Linked DNA regions of Zea mays: region 2 is linked to region 1. Evidence: chromatin contacts called from public Hi-C data. All regions are on one chromosome and are shown on one strand. Each heading gives the region's core, a stretch centred on a gene start, on an enhancer-like site or on the middle of the called end of the contact. The rest is flanking DNA. Distances are from core to core; before and after follow the strand shown.

Region 1 (5,550 bases), core at 790-3,289:
GGCTCCGGTCCAAATAGCCCCTTGTAGTAAGAAGTGATATACCTCTTTAATTCGGCATCACCTTCAACCACTTCATTCCCGTTCCTGAGCTGGAAAATTCTAGACTTTCTATGCTTTCCACTTGCGAGCAAATGAAAATATTTTGTATTGGCATCACCCTGGAGCAAATGAGTCGATTTTGCTCTTTGATACCACTTAATCTCTTCCTCCCTCAACAACTCAGCTAATCTATTTTGAAGGCACTGCTTTAAATCTAACTCATGTGCCAGCAAGCTGTCACACTCCGCCTTCTTATCTAACGAATCCAGCGAATTTAAAATTTCCTTCTTTTCCTTTTTATAAGCACCACTGGTGTTTTTTGCCTAACCACGTAAATGCTGCCGTAATCTTCTTATTTTGTTTTGCCACTTCTCCATGGGTGTTTGACCACTGAATTCATTATTCCAGATGTCATGAACCATGTCATGAAAACCATCCCTAAGCAACCACCCTAATTCAAATTTAAAAGGACGGTGGCAGGGGCAAGATGTGGCTTCCCCCGAGTTCAATAACAGCGGTGTATGGTCAGATATATCACGGTTGAGGGCAACAACCGAAGATAATGGGAATTTCTGATCCCATTCCGTTGTTACTAGTACCTGGTCTAACTTCTCGAAAGTGGGATTCGGAAGGTTATTTGCCCAAGTAAACTGGCGACCCGACATCTCTATCTCTTTTAAGTTAAGACCATCAATTATGGCATTAAAAAGGAAAGGCCAACGATGGTCAACTAAAGGTTTGTTTTTCTCATTTTGATTCCTAAGAATATTAAAATCACCGCCTATGACTAGGGGTAGAGTCACATGACTAGTAAACTGCACCAACTCAGCCAAAAAAAAACTCCTCCTTATCCATTTGTGCAGGTCCATAAACCACTGCCAACACCCATTTAAAATTATCACTCTTATTACACAAAGTAAACTTAACATAAAACTCTCCCTCATCAATCCCTCCAATATCGAACACATCTAAATCGACACCCAACAAAATGCCACCTGATCGACCATCCGGCTCCTTACAATGCCACAAGAAGTTTTTACCTCCACTTAAATTGCGCAAAAACGGATCAGTAAACGAACGACGTACTGTTTCCGAAATGGCAATGAAAGATAAATTTTGTTCTTTAACCAGGTCAGACACAGCATTTTCTGCAGAGCTATTTTTCTATAGAGCATTAGAGCTAATCCAGGTCGATTCCGATGTGATTCTTGATACTCCAGGCTGAGAATTCCACGACGCGCACGTCTACTTCATGAGGGGTACAGTGGCGATTGATAATCAGGAAGCAAATAATATGTAACTAGTACGGTGCCCGTGCGTTGCGACGGCATGCAAAATATTCAATAAAATCTTAGTGCATAACAATTACATGAAAATGACCAACATATATATTATTATCGACTTTAATACTTCACAATTTCTTTGTCGACAACCAATACATTGTTACCCCCATTTTTACATCAGATATTCAGACCCCATCTCACTATTTAATTTCAAATGATTTCTTTTGATCAGATTAATTCACTCCACCTTTCTAATAAAAAAGAAACGAGAAAAAAGTCAAATTGTTCGGTCAAACCTACATCCATCCTAATCATTCGAAAACTCAACACGAAAAGCAGAGCAATGTGCGCTTCCCAAACAATGCAAATACTGATACTGGTGCTGCATGCTGCCTGCCGATGTACCTCGATGAAGATGGTGTGCATGAGGCAGCCGACGATGGAGGTGATGTTGGCAGTGATGTTCCGGAGCCGAAGCTCCTCGATAGCACGACACACACGGGCCATGGAGCCACGGTCCTTGCTGCACGTCAGGGATGGATATACAGCCTAAACACGATGAGATATTACAATTCCGTCCCCAGTAGCTACATGAAACATCGAATTTTAAGGAATCTGTTCACACACTAATAATTGTACTATTGGAAAAGAATGCTGGCCTAGAAGAATAGATAGCAGAAAGACAATGACAGGTGTTGACTAAAACTAAAGATATTCAAGAGTGTAGAGTCCTGAAAAAATATCAGCGGATTGGTGGTTGTGGGATATATATGGACAGCTCCTCCTAATGCAAGCAACGTCACTTTCGAGATGAAGCGGACTACCTAGATGACATAAGAACAATTTTTGACAAGAGTGGTGCTGGAAGTTTATATCTGAGATGACAGATGACACAAGAGCAAACGAGGCACACCTGTGAAAATGAAAAAAAACAAAAGATATACCTTCTGAGTTCCAATGTTTATCGAATCCACTCCATAGCAATAGATTTCACCATTTTTCTGCAACAGAACTGCTCATATTAGTCGTCATGTGTGTAAAGAACACATTAAGTGAAAACTTTACAACTGGAGAAGCAAATCAGGCATGCCATATAGCACAACACATATTTCCACCTGTAGAACATAACTGTAATTGGCTTCGTTTCCATCAAAAACACATGTAGAAAGGTCATAGAAGTTCATATAATTTTATAAAAATTAATTGAGCAAAGGCATTGGAAGTTGAGAAATGGACAAAAACAAGTACAATGTGTCAGATTTGAGTGTAAATCTAAGAACAGAAGTGGGGAATTGATCAAATGAAAGAGGCAAACTGCAAGTTAAGCACCACCGTTTCTCTTCTAGAATCATGGTATTTAAGCTAAAAATATTGGTTGATTGTTAGTAGATGGTAACTAAAAAATATTGGCTGACTGTGGAGAGAGATATGGCTTGATATGGCAAATAGTTGCCAGCTAATTGATACCACCATTTGACACTAATGAGACATTATCTTCAGGACATTGTTGAGCACATCTGCTTTGCCATTTTCTATCTCTGCAATCTCTTCCCCGATGGAGATAAGAGCATCACAGAACCTGTCCAGCTCGGCCCGCCAAGACAAAATGGTACGATATCATAAGCTAATGTGAAATCAACTAACTGATTGATAGAACAGGAAGCAAAGGATGGTTAAAAGCTACACATGCTTACTGTCGGGAATACGATCCCCGGTCTTCGGGACCCGCCGGTCAGAGAGCGCACTGAGGGAAGAGCCCCTGGCCGTTGGGGCCTGCCGGTCAGCTGGAAGAGGTGGATACGTCAACCCTGAAAGAACTCACCCCCGGTGGAGCCCCGCGGCACCGAGCCCGGGGTCGAACGTGGTGGAACCTGACAGGAGGGGCCAGGCGTGTCGGAAGGGAACCACTCGAGTGGATCCCGTGCCCGGCCCCAGACTGACCTGTCGTAAATGACCGGCCGCATTAACCACGCCTGGCACCGAGCCACAGCGTGGGTGCCGGTCCGCTTTCCACTCATGACCTACGAACCCCTCGGTCCGCACAGCACTCATGACCTACGAGCCCCCCCGGACTGCGGCACATTTATGGTCCGCGCGCCCCTCGGCCTACGGCGCACTCATGGCCTATCGGACTAGGCCTGAGCACGCAGACCTCTGGCAGGGTGCAACACGACGGGCCGCGCCGAGCCCCAGGCTACGGAGGCCAGGGGTCGGCGTAGCCTAAATGATGGCGCCTGGGACCCTCGCAGCCACGCGCCGTCTGCCACGGTAAATACGAGACAGCCAGGCAACCCCGGGCCCCACGAGTACGCGTGGCTTTACCCCGAGTAGAACGCTGGTTTTACCCTTGCCTTACGGCTCCTTCCCAAGGAAGCCACCGCTATCCGACCCCTCTCCCAGCCTATAAAAAGGGAGGGGTTGACCTCCAGGCAAGTCGGAGGCAGCCAGACGACGTTTCAGACGGAACCGAGCTCACTCGGACACGCACCCACTAGGGCGAACAGGAGGAGGAGGAGCGCCGATAAGGACCAGGAGGCCGGAGCCCCGCCACCAAGCCAAGATTTAGCTAGGACTCCACTCTGTAGCTTCAAAGCTCCACTGCCACCCCGATAAAGAGACTTGGGAGCCTCCTCCCTCTCGCCCGCTTGTAACCCCTACTATGAGTTTCGATCATTAATGGTGCCGGTAGCGCAAGCCGCCGATGACTGGAAGTAGGGACGTTCTGCCCGAACCAGTTTAAATCTTGCGCCCACCGCGCACAACCTCCGGAGCCCGGAACGCGCACAATAAATTTACTTGTCGGAGCGAGGTTCGAAACACCGACACTTACCTTGCTCTCACTTTCAGTTAGTTCAATCATAAGTGTGTCAGGAACAGGCCATGACATAGTCGGTGCGTGAAACCCATAGTCCATCAAGCGCTTTGCCACATCCTCCGGCTCTATACAAGCAGTCACCTGACAAAGTTCTAGGGAGACGGCTAGAGACCGCAATGCATCGATGCATGGTTCAGTTCTGAATTTGATTCAGATATAAGAGCAGCTCCAATAGTTATGTAAATTTTAACTCCCTAAATCACAAATTTATGAAGTTGCTAACTAACTTTAGGAGTTCAAAATTGTTAGTTCTCCAACAGCTCTCTAAATATAGGTTGTAGTTTTGTTTTGAATCTATCCACGTCAAATAAATGGGCGTTATAGTGATTTGTTTATAACTTTATTTCATAGCCACGATCAGCATATGCACTAATGAATGAGCCTCACATCTATTTTCGAAAGTAATATAAATTAGCGCACTAGTATTCATAGAGGAAACAAGACAAATGGAAAAACAACGTCAAAGAGTACACAGGTAAACTGAAACTGAAACTGAGTACACCGGTAAACTGAAACTGAGTACACACGTAAAATGAAATTGAAGAGAAACTAAAACTGAAACTGAAGATAACCTGCAACTGAAACTAAAGGTAAACTAAAGTGAAACTAAAACTGAAGATAGCAGACTGTGGTGACGGTATTTTCAACGGAAAATAGTTCGGTTGACTCCACGGAACAGAACTGGGTAGTGTTTCTGCAAGAAGATCATTACCAAGTAAATTTTAGAAAACTAATTTGATGAATGTAACAAATGCAACTATGGTATGTATTGTCATGAAAAGGTAGTACCTCTAGACGTTTTGCCATGTAGTTTGCATTCAAGATCGCAATCTTTGAAGCATCAGTGAGCCCATCATGGCTATATGTGTAGGAAATTGGCATAATCAAAGCAGATCCCCATGGAGCAGCAGAAATGGTACCAAGAGGGTCGGTTTTCTCAGAGAGAGGAGAGCCGCCACCAGTGGGAATCTGATCATAAAAATGGATTAATCAAATGATGTGGCTGATGCAGCAGTTGCACCTGCCGAGAGAGAATTATGTCAGATGAGGAAAAAAGGTGAGATCATGAGATTGTTCCTCTTCCCCCTCCCGTCCTGGTGTCCCGTGTAATGAAACGCAACTCTTCCCATCGCCCCCGGAGTCGGGCGCCGACGGCGTCACGGACAAGCGCCTTGAGACAAGCAGCATTGTTCCCTTCCAGTTACATTCCATTGGCTACAAGTCCTGCACCTCCCTTAAAAAATCATGTGGTATTTAGAATCAATGTTGTACCAGCTACATTATGAAACTACAAAGAGTTTAATATTGATTTGCAACGGCAGTGCTGTATGGCGGATTGGCGGGTGACACTTG
Region 2 (5,243 bases), core at 1,865-4,364, 64 kb after region 1:
ACCAACACGGCCTCCCCGCACCGCCACATCGCCATCGCAGGCAAGTGGACCGTGCAGAACTACCTCCTCCCCGAGAACGCCGTCGTGCTACTCCACGTGCGCCCCACCTCCGTCCTCTACAGCGTCGACTGGGGCTCCATCGCGGTCTCTGTCGCTGACGAGGGATCTATTTATTTGAACTGTAGGATCTATTTTTTGTATCATCTTGCTCTACCCTGTAACATACTACATCTTTTATTATCTTATGCCTGCTTTGTAACGCGTGGTGTTTTGATCCTTTCATTGCCTCATTTCACTATCAAGAGACGTTCAAAGTTTGTTTGCATGATTTATATTGAACAATGGTCTAAATATGTATTTTGTCAGTGCTGTTTTATTTTACATGCTGAATTTACCATTATTTCCTATCATCTTTGCACATTGTGCTATCCTTATTGCTTGTACCAAAGCAGACAGTAGTGGTTCCTTTCCTGGGTTCTATATTTGTTTTGTCAGAGTTGTAAGTCATGATATTTCTAACGCTTCTATGCTCTGCTTGCTGCAATGATCCAGAACTCATTTGCCTGACAGACGGTGCCAGCAAAGGTGTTATGCAAATGCTGAACACCAACACTAGAAACTAAGGATGGGGAAATAATTGTTCTTGAAAAACTAAAAGATGGAATGACAGGGTAAGATATGCTAAAGAGAAAACATGATGCGGCTAAAAGAAATAGCCCTTTGGACTTTGTAATGCAAAACTTTATTTCACAAACAATCATTTCCTTGTTGAACATCTGTTGTTTGAGATTTTGGTTTAGTGCATTATTTATAGGTTGAGCATTTAAGGCAGTAAGAAAATTGATATTATTCATAAAAATCATATCTCTACTCCTATTATTAAGGGGCAAAGGAGGGCAAGCACAGGGGCGAGGCCATGCCCTTGCCCTGGCGCCCCCTCGCCCCCATCCTCCCGATTGTCGTCCTCGCCCGCTCGTCCCCCCCCCAGAAACCTCGTCGTCGCCCTCCCCCACGAACTCCGCGTTGTCAATTCCGCCCGTCCCGCCTGTTCGGCTCGAGCGCTCGGCCGTTCCGTTCCCACCATTCTTCTCGTACACGGCCGATTGCGACCCTCGCCCTCGCCTCCCCACACCACCGAAACTACCCTGCCTCCGCAGCCACCGCCCGTGACTACTCGTCCTCCCCACACCGCCTCGGGGACGCCTTGGTCGGCGATGTGGCGGGAGCATGCTAGGCCTGCTCCTCAGGCTCCTCTCGGCGTGCGGCGGGGTCTGGCCCACCTCGCTAGCCCCCCGTGCTGCGACCTTCTCCGAGGACGACTCTGAGGGCCGCGACGGCCTGCTCTGGTGGCGCGACCTCACGCGCTGCCACACCGGCGACGTCGCCGTTGCCCAGGCCAACCAGGTGCTCTTGGACCTTTTCTCATAACAGTATAACACACATTTGTATATAAGTTATCGTGGTATTATATGTTCCCGTTGCAACGCACAGGCACTCACCTAGTCAAATAATAATAGCCATAGGATCTAATATGTTTAATAAAATTACCACTCTGCCATTATTAAAGAGGATTTAAAGTAAACCCTAAAGTTGTAATTAATTACCCACTACTATTATTAAAGATAATTTAAATTAGCCCCCTAAAATTGCGATTAATTACCCACACTGCCATTATTAAAAACGATTTAAAATAACACACTAAATTTCAATTTAATTACATACTTTCTCACTATTTAATATCATTTAAAATAACCCTTCTATACTAATTAGAAATAAAACGTTTCGGAAAAAAATAAAATCTGAGAAATGCTCAAAAAAGTCTCACGATTCATCGAGTAACCTCCAACAATAATAGTCATTGGATCTATTTTGTTTTCAAAAAATTATCCATTCTGTAATTATTAAAAATAATTTAAAGTAGCACCCTAAAGTTATAATTAATTACCCACTTTGCCATTATTAAAATGATTTAAAATAACATTTTAAGTTGAGTTTAATTACCCACTCTAAAATTATTTAAAACAATCCTTCTAAAATTGCATATAAAGTGTCCACTACAATATTATTAAAGAAGATTTAAATCAGTCCTCATACATTTAAATTACCATTACATTATAATATATTAAATAATATTTATAATAACCTCTAGATTTGCGTTAGGTATAGTTATGTCTTTGTGTTTCGTGGCCTTTTGCATCGCTTGAATCCTGAAGATACATCGCAACAATGCACCCTCAATCTCAATGCCATGAACAATGCAATATCTTTTACTTCATCTCACATGCACGGGAGAAAGTACAATAACCATGCTGGCTAGGATAATCACCATGTTGCGGTTATAATCTCTAAGCCTATCAACTCTTTTTAAAATATGTATGAAAGAAACATAAATCAAATCTACTCCTCAATAATCATGCTATGAATACTTCAATATGTGAATATATTCTACTTTGTCTCACATGCACCGGAGAAGCACACAACAACCTGATTGGAAAAACTATAACACGGCGATAACTATATAGTCTCCTAAGCATGTTATCTCTCTTTTAAGAAAATGCACGAATCAAACACAAAGTAATTAACTAATTAACTAATTGAAATAATTAAAATAGATAAATAAGACAAAGCAATGGTTTTAATTCTTAGTGTTTCATCTCCATGAAACACTAATTTCCTCTCTCTCTCTCCTATTAATTAGCTTGCCAAATCATCAGTTTTGCTGATATGTCACTACATATATTAATGAGACTGAAACCCCTAGCCCTAGGGAGAATTGCGTAATAGTTGGGGACTTAGGGAGGGTTTGCGAACTATGTTAGCCCCAAATCTTGGCGGGTTGTTTGTGAAATTTACTCAACAGACATTGAAGAAAACTCGACAATTAGACTCAAACGAGGGTAAAGTAACAAATAATTTGGATGAGGTGATAAATAAAATCGTGTTACATTAACACATCATCTCCATATACCAGTACAAAGAACCACAGGTACACATAAGGGCTTGACTTTGGGAGGGGAGGAGCCACACCCACACATGGCTCTCGCTTATTCAACGCAATTATACATGCAGAGAAAATCAAGCGCGTACAGGAACACCTCGACGCGCGCGGCCCCACATCTCAGTCTCACTCGCAGAGGTCCGGAAGGGACTTATTGTTAATCGTACGTCAAACATGCATGCAGGCATGCACTCAACGAAAACAGGCGGCGCGGCGCGGCGGTCGGTCGGTCGGTGACGGACCGGTGCTCTCGCCGGCCAGGTCATCAGCCGAAGAGGTGGTGGTGCTTCTTCTCGCCGCCGGGGGCCTCCTCGGCGCCTTGTGGTCCTTCTTTTTCTCGTGGTGCTCGTGGAAGGCGTAGCCGCCGGCGCCCACGGCCGCCGTGGCGGCGAGCTCCTCCTCGATCTTGTGCCTGTGCGCGTGCTCGGGGTCCTTCTTCGCCTCGTGCTTCTCGTACTGCAAAAACGAGAGAAACAACATCATCGATCAGCCGAGTTCATGACATGTATGTCCACGCTGTAGTGAACTAGCTAGTGTGATAGGTCAGCGCAACGAAGCATCGATCGATAGCTCTGCATGGACGACGACAACGTACCAGCCCGAAGGCGCCAGCGCCGATAGCGCCGGCCTCGCCGAGGTGCTGCTTGTGCTTGTGCTCCTTCTTGTACCCCTCGTACTCGTTCTCACCGTCGCCGGTGGTCACCGCCTCGGTGGCCACGGTCTCTGAGTACTCGCCGGCCGGTGGGCTGCTCCTCGTCCTTCTTGTGGTGGTGGAATAGGTGGTGGTGCTTCTCCTCCGACATGGTTGCCTATCTAGCTTTTGGTCAAGGAGCATGCTTGGCTAGCTCTTTGTGATGAGAGTTTGTGACAATCGGATGGTTGGCCTGTTGGGTGGTGTGCCTTGCCCGCTGGGGCTTTTATAGGCGGCGAGGCCACTGTCGGAGATGACCTTTTTTATAAGTTTGGGAACTATTATACCAAGTTGATTATTCACAAACAGCGCGCGCGCACACACCATATCGTACTCTCTCTCTCTCTCTCTCTCTCTCTCTCTCTCTCTCTCTCTCTCTCTCTCTCTCTCTCTCTCTCTCTCTCTCTCTCTCTCTCTCTCTCTCTCTCTATCTCTCTCTCTCTCTCTCTCTCTCTCTATATATATATATATATATATATATATATATATATATATATATATATATATATATATATATATATATATATATATATATATATATATATATATATATATATATATATATATATATACACACACACACGGGGTCCTGATCTTGTACCTTTTCTTTTGGGTAAAGATGAATATGTATGATGCGAATAAGCTGCAAGGTGTCTGTCGGCCACTTGATCCAACTCCAAAAATATCTTCTCTATACTATCCACACTTGAAGGCGACCCCCCTTCTATCAGGAGCGGTCCACGTTGTCCTCGATCATCAGGCTAGCTACTTCGAGACACCGGCCTTGCTTGGGCCAATTACTAACCGCGCGCAAAGCTAGTGGTCGGCAGCTGTTACCTGCTATGTGTGTTATAAATGAATGCGACACAAATAGGATCAATCACAGAGGAGACACGGATTTAACGTGGAAAACCCCTCCAAAGTGAAGGGGAAAAAACCACGGGCGCCGGCAGGCAACTTCTCACTATTTTCGGGTGGTTACAGATCGCAGGAGATTTTCAATTGAGATAGATATCTCCTGCGGCTTACAAAGATATTTATAGGGGTGAAACCCTAAAACGATCCGTACCGGGGGGGGCTCCGCCCCCCCCACCCCCCCAGGCGTCCCTGGGCCGCGGGAAGGCCAGTTGGCCTCGCTGCGCTCCGACCCAAGCCTCCCGGCGACGGGCCTCCGCTTCGCTCGCCAACTTGGCCGCCTTCTTCAGAATTTGGATCACAGACTCAACAATGTGTATCCAGCGTCCAGGTCAGGTCATAACTTGTGACGATATGCTCTCGACTCGTGTAGGGCTCATGTCGATCTTCTTGTCTTGTCATGTGAACCTCGTCATTTCTCTTCGTTATCCCTTGGCGTAGGTGCCTGATTCTCAGATCCGCTACAATTTAGATGAGACTATATATCACGTTACGTAATTGACTAAATTGATTCTAGACCTCACATAATCGCGATCAGAGGTTGCAGATCGATCATGTATATGAGTGAACGAATATGTTTCCAAATGGTCCCTCCGGTCTAGAATACATGATGCTTCCGACAGGATAACTGTACGTGAG

What was found. Hi-C and Micro-C count contacts between places; a contact is called where the count stands out from the background.
Region 2: a Hi-C map of leaf shows a contact between it and region 1, with 2.0 times the contacts expected there. The contact joins two enhancer-like sites. A contact is called at or near these places in 4 of 25 Hi-C or Micro-C datasets (ear, leaf and tassel).

Annotation. Positions count from the first base shown.
Region 1 is chr6:20,117,967-20,123,516 of Zm-B73-REFERENCE-NAM-5.0, forward strand. LOC103629080 (a long non-coding RNA gene) reads right to left here. Exons shown (of 6, transcript XR_004850077.1): 4 at 4,987-5,431; 5 at 2,267-4,891; 6 at 1,416-1,871. Among protein-coding and RNA genes, the nearest start is that of LOC103629080, 6.3 kb to the right of the region's middle. Within about 2 kb of position 2,040, at least 5 of the 20 cell types and tissues checked have an H3K27ac peak or open chromatin away from gene starts, as enhancers often do. A contact at or near this core is called in leaf, where this site is marked.
Region 2 is chr6:20,181,202-20,186,444 of Zm-B73-REFERENCE-NAM-5.0, forward strand. It overlaps the pseudogene LOC103629082. Among protein-coding and RNA genes, the nearest start is that of LOC103629081, 8.9 kb to the left of the region's middle. Within about 2 kb of position 3,115, at least 15 of the 20 cell types and tissues checked have an H3K27ac peak or open chromatin away from gene starts, as enhancers often do. A contact at or near this core is called in leaf, where this site is marked.